Regions from separate parts of the Mus musculus genome. Here all the other regions are linked to region 2. Evidence: chromatin contacts called from public HiChIP or PLAC-seq and promoter capture Hi-C data. All regions are on one chromosome and are shown on one strand. The core of a region is the stretch at or near the end of the contact, and the rest is flanking DNA. Distances in the headings are between cores, read along the strand shown. Region 1 holds the start of Klhl11 (kelch-like 11). Region 2 holds the start of Cdk12 (cyclin-dependent kinase 12). Region 3 holds the start of Stat5b (signal transducer and activator of transcription 5B).

Region 1 (3,326 bases), core at 137-2,636, 2.3 Mb before region 2:
TATGGCTAATTGCACCTAACACCAACCAAGTCTAATTAATGACTCAAGTTCGAGTTCTATCCTCTAACGTAGTGATGTTCATTAAATTGTGCTTTGTACTCCACACGAATACCCTACCATAAAAATAAATAAATGTAATTTTTAGGGCTATTTACTTATTGGTGCTGGGGTGACTAAACTGCCCTGGTTTCTTTTTTTTTGTTTTTGTTTTTCGAGACAGGGTTTCTCTGTGTAGCCCTGGCTGTCCTGGAACTCACTCTGTAGACCAGGCTGGCCTCGAACTCAGAAATCTGCCTGCCTCTGCCTCCCGAGTGCTGGGATTAAAGAAGTGCGCCACCACGCCAGGCTTGCCCTGGTTTCTTACATAGCTCATGTTAAATTGGGTGTGCTCGCCGGGCAATGGTGGCGCATGCCTTTAATCCCAGCACTTGGGAGGCAGAGGCAGGTGGATTTCTGAGTTCGAGGCCAGCCTGGTCTACAAAGTGAGTTCCAGGACAGCCATAGCTACACAGAGAAACCCTGTCTCAAAAAACAAAACAAAAAACAAACAAACAAAACAAAACAAAATTGGGTGTGCTCAGGAACATTTTAGTAATCCCAAAATCCAGGAGAAGAATCAGGAGTTCAAAGTCATCCTTAACTACACAGCAAGTGTGTGGCCACCTTGGGCTACATGAGAGACACCTGCAAAAATAAATAACTTTAACGAAGTTATTTTTCTTTATACTGCCCCCCTCCTGGATTGGAAAGATAGTTTAGCAGTTAGGAGTACTCTCTCAGAGAATCAGTTTGATTGTTGGCTCCCAACACCCTTATCAGGGGGGTTTTAACCGCCTTTAACTCCAGCTACTGGGAATCTAACACCTACCTGTCCTCTGTAGGACCTGTGCACAGACACTTTGATAAGAATAAAATTTAAAAATTACTTTCTCTCCAAAGTCAATCGTTTTGTGTTTTAAGACGGGGTTTCTCTGTGTATTCCTGGCTGTCCTTTCTGAGACTAGGTCCTCGAACTCAGGGAGATCAGCCTGCCTCTGCCTCCCAAGTGCTGGGATTGGCACAGGCCAGCAGAGGCAGGGGTAAGGTGGATCTCTGTGAGTTCCAGGCTATCATGGTCTACAAAGTTAAAAAACAAACAAACAAACAAAAAATGTGTGTGCGTGTGATGGCGAGGATACACTCCAAAGCAACATAAAGTAGAAGAAAATTCAACAAAACAAGCACAGGGGGCCACCATAATGGAGGGGCGAGAAAAGGTAGACCTGAGTTTTTTTCTGGCTCCGAGAACTGCGCTTGCCTCGCTAGAGGGCGTAAGCACGGCAGAAGTGCGCAGGCGCGGCTCCGCCCCGCGCGCACTATTTAATCCCAGAATGCCTCTGTGTCGCATCAGACTTGCCGCACCGTTCGGAAGCTGAGGGGGCCGGTACGGCGGCGTCAAGATGGCGGCGGCTGTGGCGGCGGCAGCTGCCGCTGCGGCCGCGGCTGCATCTTTTCAAGTGCTGGAGATGGAGAGCATGGAGACTGCCGTCGCCGGTTCCGCGAGCCTGGCCGCTGAGGTCCGAGGCAGTGGCACGGTAGACTTCGTGACCGGGGCCGGCATCTCTACCCTCGTCGACACGGGCGGGAGCGATCCGGGCCCAGAGGCCGAGGACTTCGAGTGCAGCACTCACTGCTCCGAGTTGTCCTGGCGGCAGAACGAGCAGCGGCGTCAAGGCCTGTTCTGCGACATCACCCTGTGCTTCGGCGGGGCCGGAGGTCGCGAGTTCCGTGCCCACCGCTCGGTGCTGGCCGCTGCCACCGAGTACTTCACGCCCTTACTCTCGGGTCAGTTTTCGGAATCGCGCTCGGGCCGGGTGGAGATGCGCAAGTGGAGCTCAGAGCCCGGACCCGAACCTGACACGGTGGAAGCCGTTATCGAGTACATGTACACCGGCCGCATCCGAGTGAGCACCGGCAGCGTGCACGAGGTGCTGGAGCTGGCCGACAGGTGAGACGACCGTGGGCGAGCGAGGGCTGGGTTGGGGGGTGGGGGGCAGTGTCTGTGGTGCCAGCTCCCTCATTATGCCCGCGACGGGACAGCCACCGCGCCTGGCACTGAGGATGCCCCCTGAGAGTCTAGCTTGTGCGCATTGCACCCCTGAGCGCAGATTTCAGGTGGTAGGGACAAAGGCGATGAAAAACGGTGGGTCGTGTTCGACTCCTGTGATGATGACATTTAAAAAACGGTGAAGGGCTAGCTACGGATCGGAGGAAATGTCATTTAAACCAGCTTCGCAGTGGCAAGAGAAATTGGCCGTACAAAAGGGAATGGGTGCACATTACAGGCTTCCCAAAGGCCTCAGTCAGGGTCCAGGCTGGCTTAGAGAAGAAAGGACGTTAAAAAGAAAATCCAGCGATTCCGGATATGCTGGGTTTAAAGACCAGAGGGTGTGTGTGAGGAATGTTTGGATTTTATTGAGTGTGATGGATGGGAAACTGGGTAGAGAGATTATCTGATTTTAATATTTAAATACGAAATATTTAAATATTTCAAAAGTGAAAAGTGGATTGTGGAAAATGGATTGTGGGGAGCCAGAAAGGACGCCACAGAGGTTGGTTCGGAGGCAGGTGGAGATGCTGGTACTGTTACAAATCCTTTAACACATACCTCTGGAGCGCTAGACACTGACCTCGTTACAGTGCTGGGGGAGGGGGTATATCCAGCAGTGATCAAAACACATGAAAATCCTTTTCCTTATCAAACTCTCTGATGTTTAACAGCGAATATATAGCATGTTGAATAATTATTACAGCTGTGAGGCAGACTGAGGTGTGGGACTGTGCGTCATAGGCCCTAATGGAGAGGAGGTTTTGTTTTTTTATTTCTTTGTTTTGAGACAGGTTCGCACTATGTAATGCTGGTTGTCCTGGAACTCAATCTATAGACCAGGCTGAGAGGAACTATTTTTAAATTGGGCACATAAAGAATGTTCAGAAATCATAGCAAAGGCATATAGGTGGCAAGGTAGTGTGCTTCAGGTAGAGGGAGAAAACAGCGTGGGTTATATAGCTGCATGAAGGAGGCAGGATGAGAGGAGCAAAAGCATCCAAGTGGTGGGGAGGATGGATGGGTCCCTTGGAGCAGTGATGCTCACCCTGCCTAACACTGCAACCCTTCAATACGGCTCCTCATGTTGTGGTGACCCCAACCATAACATTATTTCCTTCCTAGTTCATAACTAATTTTGCTTCTGTGAATATCTGATATTCAGGCTATCTGATATTTGACCCCTGTGAAGGGGTTGCTTGATCCCCAAAGGGGTCACAACCCACATGTTAAGAACCTT
Region 2 (3,625 bases), core at 1,043-3,542:
ACTTTGAGATGAATCTAAACAAAAGATGGACTAATGGAATTAAAGAAAATGTCACAAATTACAGAATTTAGGTGTTAGATACATGTTTATAAACTTCAACCTATTAAATTTTTTAATACTAGAATGAGAAAACACTAAGAAAACTTAAGCACTGTAGTTAGGCAAATCCACTTTAGTTGTAAGTTCAAGCCAGTGATATATATACTGATTTATAAAACATATGCATGAGTTATTTTCTCTGTCAGTGGCATTCACTTATAAAATGTACTGAGTCATACTATGTATATGGCACATTATTTATCATGCTTCATTATTTACTAATCTTCACAAGAGCCTTGAAGTAGGTAGTTTTTATTCCTATCTTCCAAATGAAGAAACTCTGGTATGGAAAAATTAAATAATTTGCCGTAGTTCACAAAAAAAAGTATTAAGATTCTACTCAGATAATATACAGCTCCTGTTCTGTTGTTGTGGACAGAGATGGGTCTATACATGAGACAGGATAGATAATTTCATAGATAATTTCAAATTAACAATCTTTCTTACAAAAATAGCAAGCCGAAGGCATTATTAGCACATATTTCAAAGAAAATTTTGAAAACTACCAGTGTTTCAACACTAAGTAAGTGGTCAACATTGGTACTGTAAACAAATCTCAATCACTTTTTGCTAAACTCTATCAAAAAGTACTCTCGTTATCTTAATTTTCACTTAACAGTTAAAAGACAGGACTTTTCAGAAGTAAAACAGTGATAACTATAGACTTGGGAACATGGTAGACAAAATTGATTACGATAACTTATGCAAACAGTAGAAACGAAAATTTGTAACTTCTTAAAATTCTCTTGTGAGTTCCAATAAAGTTTAAGCACTGGTATCAACACGACTTACAAAATTTTAAGACAAAGCAACAAACAGCTAAACGAGTTCTGAAGACTATGCACCCGCTAGGTAGAAGCAAGTTCTCACAGCTGAAAGTTCTCCATTACTGCAAAGTACCTTACCTACCTTGCTTGAATAGTTGGAGGCACTTGGAATGTTTACTTCTCAATTGGGCGAGGGGAAAGCCAAACTTACCTAAATGACTTGTCAAAGAAGAACACTGAAAGCTTTAACAAAATGTTAAAGACTCATTTTCAATTCCTCCCAACCGACCCTACCTTAGGAAGGACAGACAACAGCTCACCTGGGGAGTGGACTCCGACTCAGAGACCTCTTGCTCAGGAAAGGGCTGCTTGATCGCCTTCGGCCATAGGGGCTGGGTGATCTCCCGCTGTAAGAGCCGCTCCTTTCATAGCTGGAGGACCGTCTCCGGCTATAGGGACTCACAGACCTCTGTCGTCGGCTGTAAGGACTGGGTGACCGAGTGCTGGACTGGTAAGCAGAAGGCTCTTTGTAAGGTGGGCTGATTGACTGCCTTCTTGAGGTACTTCCAGGACTCTTCTTGTAGGAGTCATAGTTGCTAGAAGTGTGAGACCTTGGGGGGCTAAGATCGTAGTCTTGGCCATAAGAAGCTCCGGAAGGGCTGTCATCTTGCTTGGAACTGTCAGACCATTTCCTATGGGGACTCCTGGATCTCCGTTTAGGGCTAGCCACGGTTTTGTAACTTTTGGGTGTTTCCCTTTTCCGATGACTTTTACTCCGGTCCTTGTATCCAGACTTTAACTCTCGCTCTTTGCGGGTCTTCTCCTTGTGCATTTTGGACGACCTGGATTCCTTGCTGCCGCTTTTGGATAGCTGGGCCTTCCCATAATCATCACTCCCCTCCACGGACCGTTTGGAACTGCCCGATACCCGGTCCTTCATAGATCCAGATTTGGAGACTTCCTGATTTTTTTCCTTTTCCGTCTGTTTAGTTTTTAGCAAGTCTCGGGACCGCCGGTGCTGGTGGTGACGATGTCGGTGCAGGCGATCGCTCCGATCCGTTCCCCGACGTTCCTCGTTCTCCCTCCGGTCTGATTTGAAGGCCGTGTCATCGGAGAAGGTGTCTGAATCAGAGCTGATGTCATCGTACTCCACCAGTGGTTTGATTATGGTACCCAAAGATGCCGCTTCGGGGGTCACCAGCCCCACGTCTTTGGAGTGCTTGGACTTATGCCGCTTGTGCTTCGACACCAAGCGGTGACGCTCCCTGCTGTTGGAGCTGCCACCTCCCGATGACGGCTGCGAAGTTCCAGAAGCTCCTCCGCTCCCGTCCTTCTTGCCCCCATGTCTCTCGGAATTGGGCATTCCCTTTCCCCGGGCCTGAAGCAGGGGAAAAAGTTCCCCGGCGCTCCAAAAAGCCCCACCCTCCCCCCCAGCCCCGACTCCACGCCCCCCGAAGAGCCCCTAGACGGGGGTGGGGAGGGCAGGGACCGCAGGCGAGGCTCCTCCTCCCTCTCGCCGCCTCAGCGCCCTCCTACATGAGGTGGGGGGTGAAGGAGAGAGGGAAGAAACCAAGAGTTCCTCGGCACGGGAGGAGCGCGACGCCGGGAGCTGCTCGAGTCCGCCCCTCACGGCCGCCCACCCCCGCCGAGCCGATATTCGGGCCCGCGAGCCCTGGCGCTCAAGGAAGTAGGAAGGCGTCCGCCGGAGCCTGTGGGGCCGACGGCGGCTCTGGAGCCCCGGGAGGACTACGCAGGCCCTTCCCCTACCCGGTCGCCCGGCTCGGGGCGGCTGGCTTCCTGTCGCCAGGCCTCCGCGGCCTAGGTTGCCTCAGCTCCCCCCCTTTGTCCCTCGTGCCTGAGGGAGCCCCCTTCGCTAGCCTCCGCCTCACACCGACACCTCACAGCCACATCTCACTCCCTCGCCCAGACTCACTCACACACTAGATTAAACCGAAACGGCACTAGAGGGGGAGGGGGAGGGGCGAATGCCGCAAGTATCGCGAGACTCCGCTGGACTCCCGCGATACTTGGCGCTTCCCTTTTCACCTCGACACATTCCTTCACCAGAAAACGCGAGAACGGGACCCAAGCCGCAAACGCAGCCCGTTAGATTCTCGCGATACTTTTCCAACTCCCCCTTTTGGGGGGCTTTATAGGAGCGGAAGTTGCGGAGATTACCTTTAAAATTTAAACCTAAATGGTAATTCTTTGATTAAATATCCCCAGGTTCCGGTGGGGATGGGTCTTAGCACAGCTTGTAAGAAGTCTTTTGATTTAATAGGGTTTAAAAAAAAAAAAAAAAACAAGGGACAAGTGAACATTGGGGACATTACAGCGCAAGTTTGAATATTGGGGATTCTGGTAGGGCTTGGGTTTCTGAGACAGGGTTTCTCTGAGTAGCCTTGGCTGTCCTGGAACTCACTCTGTAGACCAGGCTGGCCTCGAACTCAGAAATCCGCCTGCCTCTGCCTCCGGAGTGCTGCGATTAAGGGCATGGAGCACGCACCACCACCGCCCTGCTTTAAGTCTGAATGTGCAAACAACGCTTGGTACTGCGGAATTTGCTGAGTTTAGGCGTTTTGCATTCATTTTCTCTGCCCTCACACCCATGGGACACTGTCCTCATTGCGAATTTACAGGCAAGGACTCCCGGATTCAGGGGGGCTAGTCAGTAGAAAGGTTAGAGTGCCAAAGTTGGGGGAAATGTCAGGATGTCTTACAGCACGTTCTTAGTAACCCAGGCTGGACTCCCAGTTGTG
Region 3 (3,631 bases), core at 274-2,773, 2.6 Mb before region 2:
TCTAGGGACCCTTTCACAGTGGTTACCTAAGACCATTAGAAAACACAGCTATTTACATTATGATAAACAGCAGTAGCAAATTTTATAGGTATGAAGTAGCAACGGAAATAATTTTATGGTTGAAGTCACCATAACATGAAGAACTATATTAAAGGGTTGCGGAGTTAGGAAGGTTGAGAACCACTGCCCTAGAGCGAGCATCACACAGAAAGGCCAGGAGTGTGTTTCTGGGAGAGGTGATAGCTTACAGGTATGGAAGCTTGAACAGAGAAATGTGCCCTGAAGTTTTAACTCGTCCTAAGCTGGCTGTGGGGTGGGGGGGTGGGGGGAGGAAAGGTGGGGAAGGGGAAGCCCAGAGCTGCTGATTTCCATCCCATCCAGCTTCTTGGCCCAGCCCCCACGCTCTCTCCCTCTTTTTTGTGCCAAGCACTGTGTCAGGTGTTGGCCCAGCCTGTAGGGCAGGAGCAGAAGGGCTTTGTGATCAGTTAACACCCCCAAACCTTTGTGCCTGGGAAGGCTGCTGGGAAGAGAATCATAGAAGAGCTTGCCTCTCGATCCTGCCTGGCTAGGAAAATTTTCAGCGGGACAAATTGTAGGTGACTGTAGAGAATAGACGTTCCGTGTGTTTGTGCTGGGAAGGGGTCCTCCCTCTTTTGCCCCTGCAGCTGAGGTTTCTACAGCTGTGGCTTCTGTACCACTGATGTGCCTTGCTTCCGGGCTGGCCGGGTTGGCCCTTGGAGGGTTGCCAGGGAAACCACTGGCCAGCTTGGGGAGATGGAGCGCGGGAGAGTGGGTGACTCAGGTTGCTTTCTCTCACACATACAGCAACCCTCCCCAACATTGGGGAAAGGGTAGTAGAGACCCTCTACCCCTGGAGAGAACCCAGACGGCCCTGGATAAACCTGTCACTCCCAAAACCAAGATTAGTTACCAGCAAAAATTCCCAGGGAGGAAGGCGTCTCCCATATGCCCCATAGATTCACCCAGGGGCAATCCACTGATCCAGTTGGCCCGGTCCTGCCTGTGCCCATCGGGGTAGTGCGACAGGGGCCCTGGTTTAAACCTCCCTCCAGGGAGCAAGCTCGGGATAATTATTGATCGGGGCTACTATGGACTTCTGCCCTCGGCCTGAGAGCTAGAGGACGCGGGCCTGGTTTCCCGGCGGGAGGGCGGTGGGCGGGCCGCGGAGGGGGTGTCCCAATCTCCAAGACCACCGCCGCTCGTGCCCTTAAACGGGGATCTCTCCCACCCAAACAAAACAGCATGTGTTAGGGGTCCCGGAGCCTCGAGGGGGTGTCCAGGGCGGCTGGGCGCGGGCTCGGCCTGCAGCGGGAGCGCGCGGCGCAGGCCCAGCCGAGCGCGCTCCCGCGCTCCACTGCGCGCAGGGGGTTCCGGGGCCCCGCAGGGCGGTCGCGCAGGGGCGCGGAGGGACCTTGGGGCTGGGGAGCGCGCGCGGGCAGGAACCAGGAAGCGGGGCGCGCTCGGGGTTACGGGCGGGCGCGCGTCCCCGGAGCCTGAGCGCGAGAGCGGCGCGCGCCCCCGTGGGCCCCGGCGGGAGGAGAGTCGGCGGCCCAAGCCGTCACCCCGGGCGGGGACCGAGCGCGGGCGACGACGCGCGGAGGTCCTGCACGGGGAGGGAGCGAGCGGGCGTGCGAGAGAGCGTGCGGGACCGGAGAGACCGCTGGCTCTGGTGGGGCAGAACGAGGTAGGAGCTGCGCCCTGCGCGGGGCCAGGGGGCCCGGGAGCCCGGGCGGGGCCCCGTGCTCCTGCTGTCTAGAAGCTGGGCAGGGCCGAGCCGCCGCCATCGCTCCGGGGCCGTGGGGAGGCCGCGGGGGCCGCGCCGGGCGGCTGCAGAGGGGCCCGGGGCGCTGGTGGTGGCTACGAGAGGGGCGCGCGGAGGCCACGGAGGGGGGCGCCGTGGATACCGTGAAAAGTATTGGCGCGTGCGTGTCACGATGGGTGTGTGAGGGACGCCGACAGAGCCGATCCCCTGGGAGCGAGGGGACTGCTGTCGGCCGCCTCACACCTTCCTGTTGCATTTCTGAAGAGTCCCTGCTGTCTCCCAGTTTTTCCTCTTATTATAATGTGCTCCCCAAAGCGGGGGGGGGGGGGTGCCCGAGACTCTGGGGAAAACGATGAGCCGAAGGTACCCAGTGGAGTGGGGGGTATCAGCAAAGCTTCAAGAAATAGTGCCTTATAAGGAGTCAAGACAACAAATATGAACATTTTGATAAGGCTCTGGGCTGCGGGGTCCCACATCAGGACCTGCCAGGCCTGGGCTTGAATGTGTGGTGGTGGGATGCGGGCAAGCTGTTCTTTCATTTTCTCTTCTTTTCTTTTCCTTTCTTTTCTTTCTATCTTGTTTTTCCTAGCCAAGGTTAAAGAGTTAAAAAAAAAGTGATCCTGGTGTCGGGGGTAGATATGGGGAGTCGGAAGGAGAGCTGTCTTATCACAGAAGCTGGTCTGAGTCTAAAGGAATCTGGCAAGATGGTCAGAGTGATCAAGGGGGGGGTAGCAGAAGGGGGCGGGGGGGGGGACTTGTCTGGAGCAGGAGGCGTTTGCAAACACTTGTAGCCAGCAGTGATGGAAAAGGCGAAGAACAAACGGCAGCGTTTAGAAAGCAGGGATTAATGAGACCCAGAAGATTTTAAAGGCAAAAAGAGGCCATTCGTTTCCTCAAGGACCTATGTCCACTTTTGTGCTTGTCTCGCTGTGGGTCGGAACTTGTATTAAATTAATAGTGGCAAACTGGCTTATAGAATCTTCGATTTGGGAAGCCTCCACCCCTGGGATTATACTACATTCTTTCATTGTAAAAACTGAGGCCCAGATAGATGGACTTAGCTGCCAGCTCAGGTCACAAGTGTGTTTATATTTAGTAGTTTATGGACTCACACCCACAAGGACCCATCTTGTGCAGTGAAGTAGATGTTTGCCTCAGTAAGACTCTATAGGTTGTTGTTAGAGTATCCTCAGAGAATGTCCCTTGAAAAGGCTAGGGTGTCACTGGACCGATGGTTTTGTGTAGCCTTGTAGCAGTGGCTTTTATCATCTGCTTGTATCTTGGGCTTCCAAATCTATTGGATAGTTGCCGGTGCCTTAATAAGCTTTCAGCTGTTGAGTCTGCATTATCTCACATAATTTGATTATCATTCAGTCAGGATACGGGCCTTTGCCTCTTATCCATTGTCATGCTATTGTTCATTTGTTTTTGTTGTTTGATGTTTACAGTGTCCGTCGGATGTATTTTACTTATGGATTATTTATTTCATGTTTCTCTCATTTCATTTGGGGACACTGAGTTGATTTTGAGCCTTTTCAGCTGGGGAATTCTGTTGGTTGGCCTCTGAGTGGTTTGTTATGTGTTTTCTTGGTAGCAATCTCCATTTTATGAAGGAATATAGTTGTTAAAATTGATAGAGCTAAACGGGAAGGGGCTTCTGGTTTTAAGAGTCCAGTTAGAACACCTGCATACCCCTGGCCAGGTGTCACCAGAGGATGACGTGTTTTCTGTAGGCTTTGGAGAACGGGAAATTCAAACAAAGTTGTACACTTCAAGAGAGTGGAAAAGTCTCTCTGTCTCTTCTTCCCCCCTCCCTCCCTCCCTTCCCACCCCCACCCCTCTTCTCAC

The links. Promoter capture Hi-C pulls out the DNA fragments that hold promoters and counts their contacts. HiChIP or PLAC-seq counts read pairs in DNA pulled down with a chosen protein or histone mark.
Region 1: a contact with region 2 is called in a promoter capture Hi-C map of cranial neural crest. The contact joins the promoter of Klhl11 here to the promoter of Cdk12 in region 2. A contact is called at or near these places in 3 of 39 promoter capture datasets (cranial neural crest, hippocampal neurons and pre-B cells).
Region 3: an H3K4me3 HiChIP or PLAC-seq map of embryonic forebrain shows a contact between it and region 2, with 16 times the contacts expected there. The contact joins the promoter of Stat5b here to the promoter of Cdk12 in region 2. A contact is called at or near these places in 2 of 115 datasets of contacts at active chromatin or transcription factors (astrocytes and embryonic forebrain).

What each region holds. Positions count from the first base shown.
Region 1 is chr11:100,470,842-100,474,167 of GRCm38.p6, reverse strand. Klhl11 (kelch-like 11) reads left to right here and starts at 1,386. Exons shown (of 2, transcript NM_172565.2): 1 at 1,386-1,987. The coding sequence starts at 1,440.
Region 2 is chr11:98,201,972-98,205,596 of GRCm38.p6, reverse strand. Cdk12 (cyclin-dependent kinase 12) reads right to left here and starts at 2,292. Exons shown (of 14, transcript NM_001109626.1): 1 at 1,187-2,292. The coding sequence starts at 2,229. Gm38963 (a long non-coding RNA gene) reads left to right here and starts at 2,967. Exons shown (of 4, transcript XR_880193.2): 1 at 2,967-3,066.
Region 3 is chr11:100,848,473-100,852,103 of GRCm38.p6, reverse strand. It overlaps Stat5b (signal transducer and activator of transcription 5B), which reads left to right and starts at 1,523. Exons shown (of 19, transcript NM_001113563.2): 1 at 1,523-1,705.